Linked DNA regions of Mus musculus: regions 2, 3, 4, 5, 6 and 7 are each linked to region 1. A link is a contact called in public HiChIP or PLAC-seq and promoter capture Hi-C data. All regions are on one chromosome and are shown on one strand. The core of a region is the stretch at or near the end of the contact, and the rest is flanking DNA. Distances in the headings are between cores, read along the strand shown. Region 1 holds the start of Tti1 (TELO2 interacting protein 1). Region 2 holds the start of Rbl1 (RB transcriptional corepressor like 1). Region 3 overlaps Mroh8 (maestro heat-like repeat family member 8). Region 4 holds the start of Fam83d (family with sequence similarity 83, member D). Region 5 overlaps Ghrh (growth hormone releasing hormone). Region 6 holds the start of Manbal (mannosidase, beta A, lysosomal-like). Region 7 holds the start of Src (Rous sarcoma oncogene).

Region 1 (2,755 bases), core at 176-2,675:
TGAGGAATTTGGGATCAGGTGATTTGACTGAGTCAGGCCTTGACTGAATTCTAGTTTTGCCATTTCCTGGCTATGCCCAAGCAGCTCTGGACAGGTAACTCACTCGAATCTCATGTGTTCTCATTATCAAATGGTGATAGCAATCCCCGTGCCAGAGCACTGTTGTTAAGGACTGACATTTAAAATAGTAACATCTGGATACATAGACTTAGTACAAAGGGTACTCAGAACATGAGTTACTCAGTACTCAGCAACTATTTAGATGAGGTCTCAAAAGCCCGAGCTTTTTTGTAAGGTGGGGTCTTAAAAGCTGGTCTGGAATTTACTGCACAGACCAAGCTGGCCTGGAACCCTCAGGAGAACCACCTGCCTCTGCCTCCCTATATCATTATAAGGTGTTGACTTGTGCGTTAATTCAATCAGCTATGAATTCAGCTTTGATTCCAGATGCTGGGACACACTTAGATACACTCTCTTCATTCAGATCTTAGCTCTGTGAGCTTGAAACTTATGTGATCACCACACCTCTGTAACCTGTTTCCTCAGTTGTTAAACCGTGAGACGATAACACTTACCTCATAGCTTTGAAAAGTGTCTAGCACATAGAAACTTCTCAACTACACTAGCTATGATCATGATGCACTCCAGGTGAAGAAGGGTCAAAGCATGTATATTAGGGACAGAGAAGTTAAGAAAACCAGGCATCAACTATAGGAATGTCTTTTAGGCTGGGAGGGGACTCACATCTAATAAGTTCAACAACGTCAGGGAGTTGTAGGTATGTGTGTTGGGGGGGGGGTGCACGCACAGAGGACGTCAGGTGTCCCGCTCAATCACTCTCCAGCTTATTCTTTTGAGACTGAGTCTTTCACTGAACCTGGAGTTAAGCAGGCATCTAGCAAGCTCCGGCGATCTTCCTGTCTCAGCCCCAGAACACTGAAGTTACAGACCTGGCCCACCAACTTGGGCTTTTTAATGATGGGAACACAAATCCTCATTCTTGCATAGCAAGCACTTGGAGCCATCACACCCCTCCAAAAAAAAAGTTGTGTGTGTGTGGGGCCAGACTCAGTAGAGGTCAGTAGACGGCGCAGTTCCACCAGGTGAGAAAAGGGGTATCACTTCGGAAGTCAGAACAGGAACCAAAGTGGGGAGCCCTGCCAAGAGTTCGTGTCTTTAAAGGAACTAGAGGAGCGCTGGGGAGAGGGGCCCAGGCACGGAGGGAGGTGTGGCCTAGGCCAGCCACCAAAGCGACGCGGCCCTTCCCACACCCAGCTCCCGCGCTTCCTGCCTCAGTGTGTCCTAAGGATTCGTTTCTGGACGCTCCTAAGCGGCTGGGCTCCCTTACACTCCCGCCACTCTTACCTCGTCTTCCAGTCTTTCCCTCACTCTCCCGCCTCCTGCACCCTAGGCGGAAATGACGACTAAGTAGTGCGTCGCGCCGCGCCAGAAAGGTTCTGCGGAGCGGGAAAAAGGGTTCCGGTGAGGCTCACTGCGCCGGCGCGCGGGCGCGAGCGGTTAAAGCGCATTTTCGGTGTTCGAGGACCTGGATTTGTTCCCTCGGCCTGGCCGGCTAGAAGTCAGGGACCAAGGATACTGCCGCCTCCTAAGGATCGTTTTCCTCCGGCTCCGAAGCCTCTCGGCGCCCGGCTGTGGCCCTTGCCCTTTGACCCCCGTGGCGGCGGGGTGAGAGGTCGGGTGGCCATCTTGTGGCGGCGGCGCGGGCGGCTGTTACTGCGGAGACCTGTCCCCTCCCCCCACCTGGTACCCCGAGCTGTCTGTCAGTCGGCGGAGAGCCCTGCAGCCTGTCAGCGGAGGCCTGGGCCGAGTGCGGTCGCTTTCCCCGTCTCATCGGGCGGCCCGGGCTGCTCCCCACCACCGCCACCATGTCCTCCTTCTCAGAATCGGCGCTGGAAAAGAAGCTCTCAGAGCTGAGCAACTCTCAGCAGAGCGTGCAGACCCTCTCCCTGTGGCTCATCCACCACCGCAAGCACGCAGGACCCATCGTCTCCGTGTGGCACCGCGAGCTCCGCAAAGGTGATCACCCGCACCCCGGCTCTCCCATGGCTGTGTTCCCTCATCCACTCTCCCGCAGCCCTGTGGCTTCTTAAGCCTTGTTTTGCAGGCCTGGGGCTCTGATGGAGGGTCTGAGGTTGGAAACGGTGTTATTTTATGACTTGGAGAGGGAAACTGAGGCCCGGTAAGGTATGGGAGATTCGTCTGAAGTTCCAAGGGCGCAAATGCCCAGACTTGAAGTTACTCAGCTCCTTCCCTCATCAGGCTTCCCCCTCACACCTTACGACAGTTGTTTTTGTTTTTGTTTTAAATCGTGGCTGTGTTTGGAGCTGGGAGCCCCGTGTTGGGCAATTGGAATACGATCCAGCCGTCTCTGGTCAGACTGCCCACATTAAGACCTGGTGCAAACGTGTTCTAGCTAAGTGATCCTGGGAACGTTTCTTCATATCCTTGTGCCGGTGTATTCTAATCTGTAAAACGGATACAAACTTACCTGTACTTCCAAAGCCTTGACTCCGTGTTAGTTACTATCCATAGACTTGAGAACAGGATGGTAAATTGGGTAGCCTTCTGCCCTTGCCACTAAATTCAGACTCTCACGATATTCCCCGAGCGCTACCTGTTTCTTGCCAGGCCCGGTGTTGGATGCAAGTTGTTTCTGGCTACTGTCTGGAAGTTAAGTCTATCTGTCACTGAACCCAACAGTTTAACCTCTATGTCCTTTATTCCTTATATAGAA
Region 2 (2,755 bases), core at 78-2,577, 820 kb before region 1:
TAATTCTCTAAAAAAAAAAAAAAGGATGTTGAGCTGTAACACCACCAAGAAAACAGGTATAGTAGTCACTGTCCTGCTGTAAAGACAAATTTTATATATGTGTGTGTGTGTGTGTGTGTGTGTGTGTGTGTGTAGTCTCAGGTACTTTTCTCTCATAGGAGTATAGACATGTGTACAACAGTTGCTCCCTATTTCCTACTCCCTGACCAGCAATTATTTCGCTGGCAGTCTGAGTCAGAGGAATCCTATATGTGAATCCTGCCCATGTGTATAATGAAAGCTTTTGTACATCTCAGTTAGATGCTGAAATAGTCTGTCTCGATACCCCCTGGGTATATATATATATATGTATACACACACACACACACACATATATATCATTAACATATGTGTGTGTGTTACTGGGAATACCTAATAATGATAACAAGCACCATTTATTTTATTCAGAGCCAGATACCACATCAATCGTTAGAGCAACGGCCTGGCAGAGAGGAACGTGGGGCTGAGAAGAGCTTTGTGTGTGCTGACTTTGATCTATCTAACTACAGTGCATGGTATAAACGAACTAACTGCTACACTCGATTAGGTGGAAGAATGGAGGAGTTAAAGGGCTCAAACTGCTGTACCAGGTTGCATGGCAAACTGCGTCACCTTGGGCGCTAAATTAACTTCTTACCGACCCCACTTTCTCCCTCTGTGGAATGGGGATCCAGTGGTGTTTCAAACGAGTTGGGGAAGACATAATCAAAGGGCTGAGCAGCGATGAGTAATTCATTTTACCGCGGGATCAGGTCTGATCGATTTAACGGCAGCACCGCGCCGTTTGGGGCACTGGGCGGCGCGCAGAAATCAAGTTTGAAAGTTGGGAGCCTAGGGAACCCCCGCAGAACCGGCGGCTCACTTTCCGATCTTCGGTTTCCCGCCTCAATCCAAATGGGTGGGTTGGCCGAGCTACACCCACCCTTCCCTCCCCGCACTCCTCGGAGACCCTCGTAGGTGGGGAACTCCCACCGCCCGATAGGCTTGGGGCGGGGGCGGGCCGGGGGTGGGGCCTGGCGAGGGTCGGGGCCGCCGCCCACCTGCCGCCGCTCACCTCTAGGCTGTAGTTGCCGCGGATGGCCGTGAAGTCATCCAGGGCTTCGGCCGCGCTTCCCTCGTCCAGGTTCAGTTCCTGGCACAGGGCCTGCAGCGCCTCCCTGGCCGCGGCGACCGCCGCCGCCCCCTCGGCGTGGGGCTCGTCCTCGAACATATCCCCCTCCGGCCCGACGGGCGGCGCGACCGGCTTCGGGGTTTTCTTTTCCCTCCCGGCGAGCTACCCACAACCCCCCGCGACAAAGCGCGCGAAAATCGCCTTCTTGAGCTCGCCTTCCCTTCATCGTCTGCCTCCGCTTTTCTTCTCAAAAAGTCCCTTTCTCCTCTGGAGCCCGCAGCAGCCCGTCTCCCGGAATGGGATAAGAAGATGGACCTCGGACTCTAACGGAGATCTAGCTCGGGCCCTGGGTGGGCAGCTGCGGGGCTCCGGGCCGCGGGGACGGACGTGAGAGAGCGGGGCGGAAGGATCCGAGCCGGTGCTGAGGCTGCCGGGACTGTAGCTCGCGCCCCGCGCTCTCCACCGCGGGTTCCCTGGTGTGGGTGACTTGGGACTGCGAGTCCGTTCACGCTAGTGGGAAGCCTTCTCCATGACACTGTCCTGTGGACCCTAGGTTTGTCAGCTCCCCGGCGCGCCTCCAGCCCGCTCTCACTGAGCTTTGACCCTCGATGGAGGTGGAGGCGGGAGCTGCCGAAAGTGGCTTCTTCACGTAGAAGCGCCACGTCAGAGACTCCCAAATCTCGCCAGAAAGGGATGCAGGGACAAGGGTTTGGGGTGACGGGTCTCAGCCTCACTCCCAGGATTCTGGAAACTGTCCCAGTAAATAGTCGTTTCAGGAATAGAGATGGTCCTCGCGCTTACCTGAAAGGTGTTTTTAAAACCTAAACTAGAACCTGATCGTTTTCACTCAGAATCCTGCACGAGATCATTTTTTGTCTTTAAAATACAGAAAAATAATAGCATTCAGATGCACCAGGTAACTCGTAACCTTGGGAATATCAAGCTAGTTCTCAGTCGCAGGAGGCTTTTCTCCGTGTGTGAAAATGCTATTGTGCATATCTTTGCATACCTTGCTCTTCATCATTTAAGTCTAATTTTAACCTTCTCAGGCCATTACTGAGCAGTACATCTATAAGCTGACACCTAACTTCTATTTCATCGTCTCCATTGTACCTTATCTGAAATTGTCATACTTATTGATCAGCTCTTCCAAGAGAGTTGGATGGTAGGATAGAATCGTTTGCCTTCACTGTATTCCCTGATTTGGATTATTTCTCTTCTACACTAAGGACTTGGGGCAGTGTGTTTGAAAATTACAGAGTAGTCCTTGTTTGGATGAAGGAGTCACTAGAGAAGAAAACAGGGACGTCAAGGCAAGTTATGAAGGAGTTCCTATGCCCCACTAAAGCCTCATGGTATACTCAAAGCAGAGATTTTAACATGTTAATGATGATTAATTTGTTTTGGACAAAATCCACTGCTGCGGGTATGGCCTCGTGGAGACTACCAAGTTTGGAGGTAGTAGAGTGTTGTCTTACATGACGTATCGGAAGGAATCGTTGAATTAAAATACAAAGGTGTACTGCTCAAGGAAGAGTCCTGATATAGGGAGATGGAAAGCTCTCTAAATCCCTAATAGGCAAATGACAACAGACCAAAGAAATA
Region 3 (2,755 bases), core at 171-2,670, 780 kb before region 1:
GAAGGAGAAACTCATCACGCTGGGGCAAGACACTGGTGAGAGGGCTGCTTGCCGTCACCCACACTCTGTAATAAAGCTAGCACGGTTCACTCTGCTCTGTCTGCTTCTTCATCTCTGCCCAGGAAAGCTTAAGTAATACACAGTTTAGAGAAATGATGGAGAGTGGGGGAAGCCCCAGCGGCTGCAAGACCTGTCCAGAAGAAGAGACACTACTTTGCAGAAGGAAGAGGCAACAGACACAGAAAGGTGGTCACAGTTTGTGGAAGGGGGTGGGGTGGGGTGAGTGGGGTGTTCTTTTTAGAAGTTATGGCAGAGGATTGACAACAACTGAGAAGTGGGATACTGAAACAGAGAAACTGAAGATTAAAAAGTGGGATCCTGCTGGACAGTGCTGGCGCACGCCTTTAATCCTAGCACTTGGGAGGCAGAGACAGGTGGATTTCTGAATCTGAGGCCAGCCTGGTCTACAGAGGGAGTTCCAGGACAGCCAAGGCTACATAGAGAAACTCGGGGGTGGGGGTGGGGGGGAGTGGGATCCCCAGTGAGAATAAAGGCTCACAGAAAAGGATGCAAACTCTATCTAATAGCATTCCTTTTTGGCTCCACCCAACAGCTACCTGGCTTCCTATAAAAGGGACTGTTTTCTCTCTCTCTCTCTCTCTGCCCCTTCTCTCTCTGACCCCTTTCTACCTCTCTTCCCCCCCACACCCCCTACCTTAGGCCTCTCTTCTCTCTCCTCTTTTCTTCCTCCTCCTTCCACGGCCCCCCACTCCACCCCCGTCTTTCTCTGTCTCTATTCCGTTCTAAACTCCCCTTCCCACGCCCTAAATAAACTCTATACTATACCTGTCGAATGGCTGGTACCTCAGGGGAAAGGGATGGCTCCACATGGGCACCCCTCCCATCTCACCATACCTGGTTCTATCAAACATCTTGGTTTCTTTTTATAAAATACAACAGTGTCAGTTCCTAAGAAAGCTCCAATTCCCCAGTCTCTAAATGGCAGTCCAAATATCCAGAAATAGGCTTGACCTGGACCATAGGCTCTCAGGTGGTTAGTAAAAAGCCAGCATTCCTCAGGAACTTGCAAAGCCAGGTCCCCTCTGAAGGAAATGAGGACATGACAGCTCTAAGGTACAGCGGAGGGAGGATTTTATTGTAGATAAGAGGGAGAGAACAACCAGAGGCTCTGGAAGAGTCCAGACTAAACCTGTCCATAAGGGGAGGAAGGGGGTGAGACAGGAAGAGGAGTGAGGGGCAAAGGGACCAAGAAAGGACCAGAGAGAACCAAGATTTTAGCCAAGAAGCTGGGGTTAGGGAAGTGAGGGCCCTGGGCTGGAGAGGTTTAGGGTAGAGGACAGGGTGTGAGCCCCAGGGCCTGAGGAAGCCAAGCAGACACTTTGGTATGCTAATAGACACCACTGGTAGCCCTTTGTCTCAGATTTCTTTGGAACTTGACACCTTCTACCAAAGGAGAAAGGAGTCATTTCCCTCACCTCAGGCAGAAGAGGCTTGGATACTTGTGGGGCCTCACACTAAAGCAAAGTTCATGCAGGCCTGCAGGCTCCTTCAGTATCACTAGTACTGTTTAACATACTTCAAAGTCCTACCCTGTGTTGGCTAGTTTGTTTGTTTGTTTGTTTGTTTGTTTGTTTGTTTTAAATTTTTTGTGTGTTTATTTAGGGTTTTTGTTTGTTTTTGTTTTGAGATAGGGTCTCTTTACATAGCCCTGGGTGTCCTGGAACTCACTGTGGAGATCAGGCTGGTCTTGAACTCACAAAGATCAGCTTGTCTCTGCCTACCTAGTGCTGCCTTTAAAAGAGTGCATCACCACAGCTAGCTTGTGCTGGCTAGTTTTGGCTAGTTTTATATCAACTTAACACAAGCTGGAATCATGTGAAAGGAGAAAACATCAATTGATAAAATTCCTCTATAAGGAGGGCATTATCCTGAGTGAGGTAACCCAATCACAAAACAAATGATATGTACTCATTGATAAGTGGATATTAGCCCAGAAACTTAGAATACTCAAGATATAATTTACAATCTGCAAAACACATGAAACTCAAGAAGAACGAAGACCAAAGTGTGGACACTTTGCCCCTTCTTAGAATTGGGAACAAAACACCCATGGAAGGAGTTACAGAGACAAAGTTTGGAGCTGAGACAAAAGGATGGACCATTTAGAGACTGCCATATCCAGGGATCCATCCCATAATCAGCCTCCAAACGCTGACACCATTGCATACACTAGCAAGATTTTGCTGAAAGGACCCTGATGTAGCTGTCTCTTGTGAGACTATGCCGGGGCCTAGCAAACACAGAAGTGGATGCTCACAGTCAGCTATTGGATGGATCACAGGACCCCCAATGGAGGAGCTAAAGAAAGTACCCAAGGAGCTAAAGGGATCTGCAACCCTATAGGTGGAACAACATTATGAACTAACCAGTACCCCGGAGCTCTTGTCTCTAGGTGCATATGTATCAAAAGATGGCCTAGTTGGCCATCACTGGAAAGAGAGACCCACTGGACACGCAAACTTTATATGCCCCAATACAGGGGAACGCCAGGGCCAAAAAGTGGGAGTGGGTGGGTAGGGGAGTGGGGGTAGGGTACGGGGGACTTTTGGGATAGCATTGGAAATGTAAATGAGGAAAATACCTAATTAAAAAAAAAGATTTAACATTTTTAAAAAAATTCCTCTATAAGATCCAGCTGTAGGGCATTTTCTTAATTACTGATGGATGAGGGAAG
Region 4 (2,755 bases), core at 181-2,680, 740 kb after region 1:
TGCTCCCTTCCTCTGTTCCACTGACTTGTCCTGGGCCTTCCCATGTTCCTCTCTGGGCTTTTTCCTTTAGCTTATAGTGGAGAGCAATGCTCTACGTCATTCAATGGGATCATAGATTATGATCTCTGATTATCCTTGCTTTTAACCCAGGAAACAGAGGCAAAGACACTGTGTGACTGTACAGCCTCAGGCCTGGCCCCTGTCCTTATTACATGCAAGAGCTGGTTCGATTTGATAGAGGAAGGTAGTCTTCTGCATCCTGGATGCCAGAGTGGGGACACAGGAAGCTCTTGCCTTTGGGCTTGAATAACTTCCCTGAGAAGGCTGGAACCAGGGAAGGATGAAGAGAGGGAGGAGATCCTCACAGCAGTACTGGTTTGTTTTAAGTTTACAGAGGTAGAGGCAGGGGGTTAGAAAGCCAAGGTCATCCTTCGCTACAAGATATGAGAAAGGGAGAGAGAGAGAGAGTGAGAGAGACCTTTAAGCGAAGAAGTAGATACCACAGTGGATTAGTATATAGATGTATATGTATGAGCATATATGTATGTGTATATGTATATAGATATATATGTGTATGTTTGCAAGGTCTTCTGTGACCTCTCTTAGGATTGACACAGAATAAGATGGCTTCGAACTCCAGATTCTCCTACCCTAACCTCCCATGTGCTGGGAGTGTGCCACCACCCCCAGCTCTGCACCACTGAGAAAAAAAGACATTTATTTATTTTTATTTAATGTGTATGTTTGTGTGCTACGTATGCATACAGTGTCCGTGGATACCAGAAAGGGCATCATCAGATTCCCTGGAAGCATTATAGGTGGTTAGAGGTTGCCAGGGGAGACAGTGCTAAACCCAGATCCTCTGGAAGTGCTCTTAACTGATGAACCACCACTCCAGGCTCTATCTCTGTCTCTTTGTCTCTCTTCCTCCCCATCTTTTCCCTTCCTTCTCCCTCCCCCTCCCTCCGTCCCTCTGTCCTTCTCTCCTTCTCACTTGCTCTCTGTATTGATAAGTTAATGATTAGATGCAGGGTGGAGTGGCAATGAGGCTGATCACACCAAAATAAGCATGTCCAGGAGCAAGTCCTACCCCTAGTCCGAGTCCTTGAAGCACCATGTTATAGGGCACTCGGCAGGGGGCGTGCTCGGACAGTGCGGGGCTATGTCCCGGGTTGGCAGGGTTCTGGAGCCGCTAGGGCGGGGTAAAGTCAGATTTAAATTCCGCTCAGCCATCAGGCAGTGAGAGCAGAGGGTGGGCGGGTTCTGTCTCAGGAGCAACCAATAGCAATGAGGGGGCAGAGCCTTTGGTACGCATGGGAGACATCCAGCCAATGGGATTGCTGGGGCGGGGCGGCGAGCCAATAGAGCGGGCTGGTTTGATTCAAAGATGCCTATAAAAACTCAGACTACCACCGTAGACAAGTGGATCGGTTCTGGGCACTGCCATGGCTGCTCGCTTCGAGCTGTTGGACGACCTTCCCGCGGCCTGCCTGTCTCCGTGCGGACCGCCCAACCCCACGGAGCTGTTCAGCGAGGCGCGGCGTCTGGCTCTCGAGCAGCTGCTGGCCGGTGGTCCCGACGCCTGGGCCGCCTTCTTACGGCGTGAGCGGCTGGGCCGCTTCCTCAACGCCGACGAGGTGCGCGAGGTTCTGGGCGCTGCCGAGCGGCCGGGCGAGGATGGGGCGGCGGTAGCGGAGGACTCGTTCGGCTCCTCTCACGAATGCTCGTCGGGCACCTACTTTCCGGAGCAGTCGGACCTGGAACCGCCGGCGTTGGAGCTCGGCTGGCCTTCCTTCTACCAGGGTGCCTACCGCGGTGCCACGCGTGTCGAGGCTCATTTCCAGCCCCGCGGCGCGGGCGCCGGAGGCCCGTATGGCTGCAAGGATGCGCTGCGCCAGCAGTTGCGCTCCGCCCGAGAGGTGAGCGGCCCCCTGGCAGCGGGTAGGGGAGGAGCATCGGCCTTCTGAAAATTGAGTCATGTCGTAGTTCCAACTTCTGTTATTGGTACCCCTGGAACAGAGCGACTGTTAGTTCAAACCAAAGTGGATTGCAGAATTCCAGGGACGTCAGCTGACATTAGGTCTCACTTTCAGGAGCTAAGTAAAAGCTTAGTTTTACCCAAAAGATGATACCCGGAGACCATGGGGAGATCTGTAATTACCACTTTTCCACGCTTCTTAATGTTGTAGACAGATAAATTCGAGCAGTCGGTTTATCTCTTTCACTTCTGTGAGTGAGTCTGGTGGGAGATATTTTTAACCCACAGTGCCTGGGACTGTTCCAAGTAGCATTGATCCAAAATGCAAATATTTGTGCTTTAGATAAGCCACTGGTTACAATGGGTTTTTATCTTAGCTAGTGTCAGACTGCCCGATTGGCCTGGGGTGGAGTATAGAGTCTGGCCTGCCATAGATCAGGGAGAAAGGGCTCCACTTGGGAGGGTGTGGCTACAAGTTTGCATGCTGGTGAACACTGCTCCATTCCCAGACCTTTTGACTGCCTGGAACATGACGGGCAAAGCCTCAGACCATGTCAAGACTTAGTAGGCCTGGCACCGCTATATGTTAGGGTGCGGATCAGGTTGACATCACCAAGTCTAGGAGCAAGTTTGCGTTCTGTTTTTGTCTTTTGTTTTTTGTTTTCCTCTCTGCAAGACAAGGTCACTGTAACCCAGGCTTACCTGGAACTTACAGGCTTCAATTTCAGGCAATCCTCCTGCCTCTGCCTTCCTAGTGCCAAAGCCAAAGTTCTGATG
Region 5 (2,755 bases), core at 164-2,663, 700 kb before region 1:
TCATTTGTAATCCACACAGGAGGCTGAACCAGGAGGAACATGGGATCCAGACGAGGCAGAGCTATCCGTCTTAGCGGCTTTGTTAAACTTGGCGTCTACAGGTTGCTTTCCAGCCTAACTAGGTTTTGCCGTGGTGAGGAAATGAGGGTTTTAGATGGGGAAGGGAAAGAGATTCTCGAACTCTAGGAATAGTTCTATCTGGAATTCTGCAGTTGTAGACCTCACCTCTCCCAAGGGTTGCAGACCTGTGCAGTGGTCTGTAAGCATCTTGTTTTGTCCATGGTGGTTAACATTTCAACTAGATTTCAACATTGAGACGATTGGACTAGAAAGGTGAGCCCTGTACCTATAGTTAAACACTGAGTATGCTTGCAATCTCAACACTGGAAGACAGACAGGCAAGATCCTAGAGCTCGTGCCTGTCAGTCAGATGGTGCCTGAAGTTAACCCTGGCCTCCGTGAGCGCGCGCGCACACACACACACACACACACACACACACATGTTCTTTTCTGGGAGAATTTCTATTTTAAAAGCCTGGATTTTGAGGGGCTGAAGTGGTTAAGAGCAGATACTGCTCCCACAGAGGACTCCCACATTCAGCTTCCAGCACCCACATGGGGCAGCTCTCCACCACCTTAACTCCAAGCTGGCCAAGTGGGCTAGGCTGGCTGGCCATCGAGACCCCAGGTCTGCCCATCTCCTCCTCCCTCCTTTTGGGAGTGTAAAAGCCGCACAGTGCCTGGCGACTTTTATGGGCCCTGGGGTTCTCATGCCTTCACGCCCCAATGAGTCCTTCCCCCCCCCCCCCCCCCCGCTCCTAAGGATTATTAAGTATTTGGTAAGGCAAGATCCCACTGGGTAGCACAAGCTGGCCTGGAACCCATGACCCTCTGCCTCAGTCTCCCCAGTGTTGGGATTATAAACACGAACCACCAGGCACAACCCTTTGACTCTCTGGTTGGTTTGACTTGATGATGGTTTCACAGGTAGCAATCAGGTGTGGCCCATCATAAATCATGAGCACCTCCATTGTGACCAGAAGCCCCATATGCGGTTTGTTCCAGGTTGACCTGTGCCCTCACTTCATGTCCCAGTTCATAGTACTGAGGGGCCTGAAACCTTACAGCAATACAAGAGCGATCACCACCCCATACTACACACACACACACACACACACACACACAGCCCTGGGCTTGCTCCCTCTTGGATGTGTGACCTGGTACCAGTCACCTGACAGTTGGTGGAACTGTAAGTGGCCTCTGGCCCCTCCAACGGTCAGTTGTAGGGAGCAGTGGGGGGAGTCTCCCTGTGAATGCCAACTTAATGAAAGGGACAAGTCCTCCATTGATTAGAAAACATCTTTAGTGCAATGAAAGTAGCCCTTAGTCTTAAGTAGGGCCCCTCAGGAGCGAGCTTCTCTAGGGGGAGGAGTTAAGTCTTTTAAGCGGCCACTAGCGTCCCAGTTAATGGAGATAAAGCCCAGGGTGGCTGCAATGGATTTGCCCTCCTGTAATTGTATTCACCTCAAAACCCACAAGTAGCCTTGGTTCTCAGCGGCCATTATTTCATCTGAAAAACTAATTGAAAGTGGAGAGCGCCCCGAGCTTTCGCCTTTGTTGGGACAGGGCAGGGAAAGAGATGAGCAGGTGGGGCCGGGAAGGGAGGTGGGGAGAGTCTCCCTTTCAGCTCAGCTCCCTCTTTGTCCCAGACCTTGGCAGGTTCCCCGCCTCCTGCCTCTGCCTGCCCTCCTGGGCTAGCCTTCTCCTCCAGAGGAGCTTTTGTTCCCGTTGTTCTCATTGTCTCCACCGGCCACCGAAAGGCCTCCTGCAGAGCACTTCCCACGCTTTCCATTGCTTGCCCAGGCTCTGGGGGAGCAGGTGGGAGATAGGAGACCTGGCTGCAGCGCCACGTGCTTCCCTTTCCTGCTGGCAATGAACTAGGCTGGCTGGGAAAACCAAGAGCTAGGAGTCCCATTCGATTTTAAATGCTGGGGTTATTTTTACACTTTTAATCAGTCATTCCAGACATCCCGTCATCCAGGTTTCACAGTTGTCAATTTTTTTAAGGCTTAATTTACTCGGGTTTGTTTGTTTGTTTGTTTGTTTGTTTGTTTGTTTTGAGAGTGTCCAATGTAGCCCAGACTGTCTTGGAATTTACTATGTAGCCAAGGACAGTCACCTTTTTTTCTGAGACCTCTCACCGGTACTCTCAGACTAGATTAAACTAATTAGCCAGTGAGCCTCAGGGACCCGTCTTACTTGGTCTCCACATCTCTGCCACCACGGGCACGCACTCCCATGCCTGGCTTTTCTGTGGGTGCTGGGATCTGAGCTCTTCATCTTCATGCTTACTTGCACAGCAGGAACCTTACCAGCTGAGCTGCCTCTCCAGCTCCAGCTGTTTTGCACCATTATATTTCATCATGCTACTTGGGAGAAATAACCATATAAGCCATGTTTTTAAAAAAAAAAAAAATCAGATTGACAATAAAGGAAGCTGAAGTGCAGATGAGAATGGGGGTTTTATTGTATTTACAGAGGACGGAAAAGGTCAGAGCTGAAGCAGAAGTAACAGGGTACAGTTGTGTTTGGGGCTCGGGGGGCTCAAGCGTCCGCTGAAGGCTTCATCCTTGGGAATCCCTGCTGCAGAAAGAAAGAGACACTCAATCCAGATGCCAGGGCTCCTGAGCCACCAAGATGACTGGGGTTCCAGGCAGGGGCAGGACTTCCAGGTTCCCAGAGACAGGAAGCATGG
Region 6 (2,755 bases), core at 90-2,589, 660 kb before region 1:
AACCAAGCCCAGGTTCTTTTGGAAGAGCAGCAGACACACTTAACCACTGAGCCTCTCTCCAGTCCCTAGTTACTCGTTTGTTGCTGTTAGGCTCCGATAGAAGAAACTTTGCAAGTTTGTTTTGGCTTGGGTTGTCGATGACCGTCTATGTCTACCATTGGGAGGACCTCACAGCAGCAGGAGTTTGGAGCAGCACGCTTGAGGATTCTGCCTCAGAAGTAGAAAAGAAAAAGGAAAAAACAAAAACAAAAAACCAAACAACCCAAAATCCATCTACACAATTGATTTTGAGGCTGGGCATGGCTCAGTGAGTGAGAGTGCTTATTGACTAAACATGAAGGTCTCAAAGACCCAAAGTAAAAAGCCAGGCATGGTCACTCATACATCTTTAACGCCAGTCCAAGGCAGAGGAGAGGAGAGGATGGATACGGGATCCCTGCGGCTTTCCCTATCTCAAGGGAATAAGGTGGACTATAATAGAGCAAGACACGTGATATACTCTGGCCTCAGCAGCCATAGGTACATGCATGTGAGTGCATATGCCACACCCGTACCCACACCAATACCCACCCGTGGCACACATAATTAAAGGATTTAGGGGTCAGGGCCACATCAGCTGACCTAGAGATAGTTTATCTGGCTGCCAAGCTGAGTTCGTTGGCTGGAGGCTTGATAACTGCCCACGTGAATCTCACTCTGCGGGACTTCCCAGGAATGATCAAGAGCGAGGAAAGAGGAAGTCACAATGTTTTTCTGTCTTAATCTCGGAACTCAAGCTCAGTATTTCCCCAAAATTCTATGGGTCACATTGGTCAGCGTGGGAGACTGTGAAGGCTTGACTATCAGGCACCAATCACATCACTGCCCATTAAACTCCATTCCTAACTGGTCTGCCGCACTTATTTCAATGCTGATTTTTGCCTTCCAAACATTTATCGCATTAAGGATTCCCTATCTATTATGTGACTTACTGACTATAAACTCCATGGAAGCAGAGATGTTCACTGGTCTCTTTTTAATTTATTATGGTGATTTGTTTTTGTCTGAATTATAGCATGGTAATGTTTGTCCTACCCCTTATATTGTAGATTTCTGGCTCAGACTTAGAACTGAGTTCTAAACTGGGGGGAGACCGGCTGTAATCAGGAGAATTGCCCCCAGTTCGAGGCCAGTCAGAGCTACACTGTTGAGACCCTGTCTCAAATCAAATAAAAAATTCATTAAAGCTTCAACCTTCGGTGTCTAATTAGGGGAGAGCAGGAGGAAGACGGCGAGGAAGCGGTGGACCTGGTAAAACCCGCTGAGCGGAATCTGCTGCTGCTCCCAGCACATCGCTTCCGGGTCACGAGGGATCACTTCCGGTGCGGCGGCGCGGCGTTCCGGGAGGTAAGTATTGAGGCTCGGATAACCCGGCCGAGGCTTCCCGGCGGGCGGGATCGGGGCGGCGTTGCGGGTTACAGCGGCTTCCGGGGTTGCGGAGGGCAGTTATCTGTAAAGGCAGTCTGCGTTCCGAGGAGACTGGGGCCCTCGCGAGGGTTGTGCAGGGCCAGGGCCCAGCCTGCCCTGCGCCGGGACCAGCCGGGGCTTGGCTTGTCGGGTGTGCCCTGGATGGCTGTGTTACCTCGGGCATCTCGATCTTCCTCTCCCGGTCACTTTCCTTCCCCGCAGAAGGCTCCCTTGGGCCTGTGCGGAGGATGCGAAGGCCGGGAGCGTATCAGTGCTTAGTTGCAGTGTGTGCTTGAGAGAAAACTGCCAGAGAAAGGGATGGGGAATGCGATAGCCTCCCCGGTGTCTGCGGTTCCAGTGACCTGACACCTGGAAATAGAAAGTGGAAGACTCCAGAAACAAACCGCGCATGGCTTTGAATTTGTGTGTTTTGAGTAGCTCAGTAGTGGAGACTCACCCAGCGTGCTTGAGTCCCATGTTCAGACCCCAGAACTGTTCTTCCCGGCCCTAAGATAGTAGCACGATGAAGTTTTACCTCTTCCTGCTTTACACGTAGGTCATCGTCTTGCTTGGCGTATCCCTCTGTATACGCTACCCCCTCATTAGTCACGTAGGACAGCTGCCTGTGTAACCCTCATATCAGCACAAGAGTAGTAATGATAGCCTTTGGGGTTTGCTGAAAAAGGTGCTATTTTAAACAGCCTTTTTTTTTTTTTTAAAGGAAGATTCTTAGGCTAAAGTTGCTAAGCTATTTGGTGAGAACAAAATTTTTGTTGTTTTTCCAAGACAGGGTTTCTCTGTGCAGCCCTGGCCATCCTGGAGGAGCTCTGTGGGTTGGAGGCTAGCCTGGTCTACAGAATAAGTTCCAAGTCAACCAAAGCTACACAGAGAAACCCTGTCTCGAAAAAAAAAAAATCAAAATTAAAAATCAGAGCTGGTGATATGGCTGAGTTGGAAGAGGGCTTACCCAGCGTGTAAAAGCCTTGGTTTTTATCCCTTGCATCCTAAGTCTGGGGGTGGGGCAGAGCATGCCTATACTGTTCTGGGCTGCATAGCAAATTTGAGGGCTCCATGGGAACTTTGCTGAAACATCAATAAGTGGTAGTTTTGTTTTTGAACCTCACATTGCCAAGGTTACAGCCATAGTGTGTAGTAAATGTTTACTTAGTTAGGATAGAGATGGCATCGAATTTGTGAGTAGAAACGGACAAAGACTGCCTTACGCTATGTGAAGGCTTCAGCCAGGCCTCCCCTGAAACAAGAGCACAAAGCCACTTCCTGGGAATAAGGGATGGTCACACAGGTTAGG
Region 7 (2,755 bases), core at 170-2,669, 600 kb before region 1:
GTAAGTGCTTGCAAGCCGTTTGAGAGCCAGCCCCAGTGCCTCACAGGAAGAGTATCCACCCTCCCCTCCCCTCCCTCAGCCCAGAGTGGCCAGTAAAGGCCATTAGACAAATCTTAGGCATGGAGGAGGGCGGAGAAACCTGCTCCTCCAGCCAGAGCCTGCCCAGGGGAGCCCTGGGAAACTGCCGTTAATCTTTAAGCAAGCCCTGCGAACAGGAGTGGCTGGCTAGTTTGCCCGCTGTTCATGAGAAACCCTGAGCAGTCCCCGTGGCCACAGTGGGCTACCCTGGCCCCACTTGCTCTTGTCAGTGAGGCCCTCAGATCTTCAGCCTGGCCCACTCCTTCTTCACAACAGAGGGGGCTGGAACAGGAAGCTAGTGGACAGAACACACCCTGAGGCACCTGGCCTAGATGTGACCTCAGATCAGTCTGACTCAAAGCTTTGCCCTTTCCTGGTCTCCTGGGAGACATAGCTGTACCCTGGGGCTGGAGCCTCTCACAATCTAGGATGATGGGGGACTTGCCCTTTGGGAGGGATCTTTGCCAGAAGCCCAGGCCTGTGCCACATGAACCTCAGTTTCCCTGTCTGTGAGATGGAAGCACTTTCAAGGAAGGAACATGGAGATGGTTGATAGATGGTCAGGCCCATCTTTCCAGAGTGAACGGGAGGAGTCAAGGATGCTCCTGGACCCCCAACGGGCAGCGCTAGAACCTGGTGGTCTTTGAGACCAGCCTGAAGCCACATCTCATCCCGCTTGCCCCATTTTTCTTCTCTACTTCCTGTCCGGTTGGTTCTGTCATCCTCAGTGGCTGGCAACAAGCACACTGCCCAGCAGATGCACACGGTCTCCTTATGCATTGAAAGTGAATTTAGGCTTGGCCTAATTGAGCTGGGCCCCGCAAGTTCCTGCCCTCCATTGGCAGAGGCTGGAGGCTCCGCAAGTTCAAGGCCAGCCTTGGCCACATAGTGAGCCACTGTTTTGCCTTTTGATACATTTTAACAATACTGCCTCTCCCCCTCACTATTTCCCTGTCCCTTCGGTTCCAGTCTCTGAGGATTAGAGACACTCAGGGTCAAGGCTGGTGTGGCCAGTGCCTCAGTTTCCGGACAGTGCTAGCCACCGGTGCGTAGCTCAGGTAGCTAGGGTTGAACGCTAACGTGGTCCCGGGAGGCCGAGCCCGGCGCGTGGCGTGGGGTTGGGGGGGCGCCCCCGCGGGCGGAGCTGCGGGGGGTGGGGGGCTGGGTGCGGGAGGCGCGGGCCCGGCTCGCACAGCAGGTCTCCCGGGTCGCCGGCGGGGCCCGGGTCCGCGCTTCCTCCTTTCTCCGGCTCGCGGCGGCCGCGGCCCCTCCTCCCGCGCGCTCCCTCCCCCTCGCCGCCGCCGCCGCCACCGCCGCCGCCTCCTCCCTTTCTCTCGGTCTGTCTCTCCGGGCCCGGAATCCAACCGGCCGCCCCGCCGGAGCGGCCAGGCCGCTGCCCGCCAGCGCCGCGCGCCCCGCTGGGGTCCGCCCGGGCGCGTCCGGAGCTCACGGTCGCCGTGCAGGTGAGCGCCCCCGCCCCGCCGGCCCCGCGCCCTGCTGCGGGCTCCCGCCCTGCCCACTCTACGCCGCGGCCCGCGAGCTGCCCGCCGCGGCCTTTTGTTGGGATGCGCGGGGGAGGACGAGCGGGGTGCGGGGGGCACCGGAACGCGGGGACCCTCGGCCGCAGAGTCCCCTGGCTCGGTTAGGCCACATTTGAAAACCCGGCCGATCGGCGCCGCCCGCGATCGCGGCTGCTGGGCCTGGCGCCCCCGGCCCGGAGTGGGCGGTGGGGGTGGGGTGGGCGTTGGGGAAGGGGCACCTGGAGGGCCACACTACCTCCTTAGGTCTCACTGGGGCCTTGGGTAGGGCCTAGTGCTGCTGGTCTGGAAGAAACAGGGCCACCCTGTCCTCGCCCCCCATCCCCCCCAACCCCCAGCCTCGCCCCTGCGCAGGCCCAGCGACCGATGGACTCAGAAGTTGGCAAAAGTTTTGGGGTTTCACTACCGCCACCAGGTCCGCTTGCCCACCCAGGCAGGTACTGGAGGTGAGTTTGTGCCCCCTACTACGACCCACCACCACTTGTGCCTTAGTTAGCTCTCTGAGCCAAGGCCCTCCTCAGTGGTAGGTGGGCTGGTTGAAGGGTGGGGTGAACAGAGGGGACTCACTCTGGGTATCCATCCCATAAACCTTTGAGGCATTCCGATTAGAAAGGTGGACAGAGGTGTGTGAGGCTTCTGGGACCCTGAGGTCTTCCCGGCTTTACAGACTGCCCAGTGAAGGCAAGTGGTGTTGGGGTCATCTGGGTATAGGTCAGATTTAGTTACCAAGGTGGACACGGGGGCGGGGGCAGGGGCGGGGGCAGGGGACTCTTCCAACCTTATGGAGTCCAGGTGTCTAGGTTTCTTGTTTTCCTGAGTGACCTGAGCCAGGGACCGCCCCTTGGACTATTCACATCAGTGACTATTCCCTGCACTTCCGCAGCCCAGGACTTGGCATATATGGGGGGGCGTGCTCAATAAATGAGTCCCATCCTGGAGCTCGCTCGCACAGGATGGTTGAGGTACCTGTGGCACAGCTGCCTGCAGAAGCGGGTAACTCCGTGCTACAAAGGGTTCCCTTTGGCCTCAGTCCTCTCAGGGAGGATCGATCAGTTGGCTTGTGAGGTAGCTCGGTGGTAGAGCACAGGCTCAGCTTGTTCAAGGCCCTGGTGCTAGCTGCAGAACCACAGGAAAGAAAA

The links. Promoter capture Hi-C pulls out the DNA fragments that hold promoters and counts their contacts. HiChIP or PLAC-seq counts read pairs in DNA pulled down with a chosen protein or histone mark.
Region 2: a promoter capture Hi-C map of liver shows a contact between it and region 1, with 3 times the contacts expected there. The contact joins the promoter of Rbl1 here to the promoter of Tti1 in region 1. A contact is called at or near these places in 4 of 39 promoter capture datasets (the 3T3-L1 cell line, cranial neural crest, hippocampal neurons and 1 more), 4 of 115 datasets of contacts at active chromatin or transcription factors (T-cell acute lymphoblastic leukemia, bone marrow-derived macrophages, extraembryonic endoderm stem cells and 1 more) and 3 of 9 other capture datasets (adipose tissue, embryonic stem cells and liver).
Region 3: a contact with region 1 is called in an H3K4me3 HiChIP or PLAC-seq map of forebrain, with 6 times the contacts expected there. The contact joins the enhancer-like site here to the promoter of Tti1 in region 1. A contact is called at or near these places in 4 of 39 promoter capture datasets (the 3T3-L1 cell line, cranial neural crest, frontonasal cranial neural crest and 1 more) and 4 of 115 datasets of contacts at active chromatin or transcription factors (bone marrow-derived macrophages, embryonic forebrain, forebrain and 1 more).
Region 4: an H3K27ac HiChIP or PLAC-seq map of microglia shows a contact between it and region 1, with 6 times the contacts expected there. The contact joins the promoter of Fam83d here to the promoter of Tti1 in region 1. A contact is called at or near these places in 1 of 39 promoter capture datasets (pre-B cells) and 1 of 115 datasets of contacts at active chromatin or transcription factors (microglia).
Region 5: an H3K4me3 HiChIP or PLAC-seq map of embryonic forebrain shows a contact between it and region 1, with 4 times the contacts expected there. The contact joins the enhancer-like site here to the promoter of Tti1 in region 1. A contact is called at or near these places in 3 of 39 promoter capture datasets (the 3T3-L1 cell line, hippocampal neurons and neural stem cells), 11 of 115 datasets of contacts at active chromatin or transcription factors (the 230-238 cell line, bone marrow-derived macrophages, craniofacial prominence and 6 more) and 1 of 9 other capture datasets (embryonic stem cells).
Region 6: a promoter capture Hi-C map of liver shows a contact between it and region 1, with 3 times the contacts expected there. The contact joins the promoter of Manbal here to the promoter of Tti1 in region 1. A contact is called at or near these places in 9 of 39 promoter capture datasets (the 3T3-L1 cell line, the HPC-7 cell line, cranial neural crest and 5 more), 2 of 484 Hi-C or Micro-C datasets (CD4 T cells and embryonic stem cells), 2 of 115 datasets of contacts at active chromatin or transcription factors (the SCID.adh cell line and embryonic stem cells) and 2 of 9 other capture datasets (adipose tissue and liver).
Region 7: an H3K27ac HiChIP or PLAC-seq map of trophoblast stem cells shows a contact between it and region 1, with 3 times the contacts expected there. The contact joins the promoter of Src here to the promoter of Tti1 in region 1. A contact is called at or near these places in 5 of 115 datasets of contacts at active chromatin or transcription factors (acute myeloid leukemia, embryonic forebrain, embryonic stem cells and 2 more).

The regions. Positions count from the first base shown.
Region 1 is chr2:158,027,009-158,029,763 of GRCm38.p6, forward strand. It overlaps Tti1 (TELO2 interacting protein 1), which reads right to left and starts at 1,426. Exons shown (of 8, transcript NM_029282.2): 1 at 1,366-1,426. Rprd1b (regulation of nuclear pre-mRNA domain containing 1B) reads left to right here and starts at 1,489. Exons shown (of 7, transcript NM_001291134.1): 1 at 1,489-2,037. The coding sequence starts at 1,887.
Region 2 is chr2:157,203,207-157,205,961 of GRCm38.p6, forward strand. It overlaps Rbl1 (RB transcriptional corepressor like 1), which reads right to left and starts at 1,328. Exons shown (of 22, transcript NM_011249.2): 1 at 1,094-1,328. The coding sequence starts at 1,249.
Region 3 is chr2:157,246,906-157,249,660 of GRCm38.p6, forward strand. All of the region lies in intron 8 of Mroh8 (maestro heat-like repeat family member 8), which reads right to left. Among named protein-coding and RNA genes, the nearest start is that of Rpn2, 31 kb to the right of the region's middle. Within about 2 kb of position 1,421, at least 31 of the 459 cell types and tissues checked have an H3K27ac peak or open chromatin away from gene starts, as enhancers often do.
Region 4 is chr2:158,766,669-158,769,423 of GRCm38.p6, forward strand. It overlaps Fam83d (family with sequence similarity 83, member D), which reads left to right and starts at 1,431. Exons shown (of 4, transcript NM_027975.2): 1 at 1,431-1,919. The coding sequence starts at 1,446.
Region 5 is chr2:157,326,993-157,329,747 of GRCm38.p6, forward strand. It overlaps Ghrh (growth hormone releasing hormone), which reads right to left. Exons shown (of 5, transcript NM_010285.3): 5 at 2,504-2,643. The coding sequence ends at 2,605. Among named protein-coding and RNA genes, the nearest start is that of Ghrh, 18 kb to the right of the region's middle. Within about 2 kb of position 1,414, at least 44 of the 459 cell types and tissues checked have an H3K27ac peak or open chromatin away from gene starts, as enhancers often do. A contact at or near this core is called in differentiating embryonic stem cells, embryonic forebrain, embryonic stem cells and 1 more, where this site is marked.
Region 6 is chr2:157,366,255-157,369,009 of GRCm38.p6, forward strand. It overlaps Manbal (mannosidase, beta A, lysosomal-like), which reads left to right and starts at 1,340. Exons shown (of 3, transcript NM_026968.3): 1 at 1,340-1,386.
Region 7 is chr2:157,422,874-157,425,628 of GRCm38.p6, forward strand. Src (Rous sarcoma oncogene) reads left to right here and starts at 1,420. Exons shown (of 15, transcript NM_009271.3): 1 at 1,420-1,541.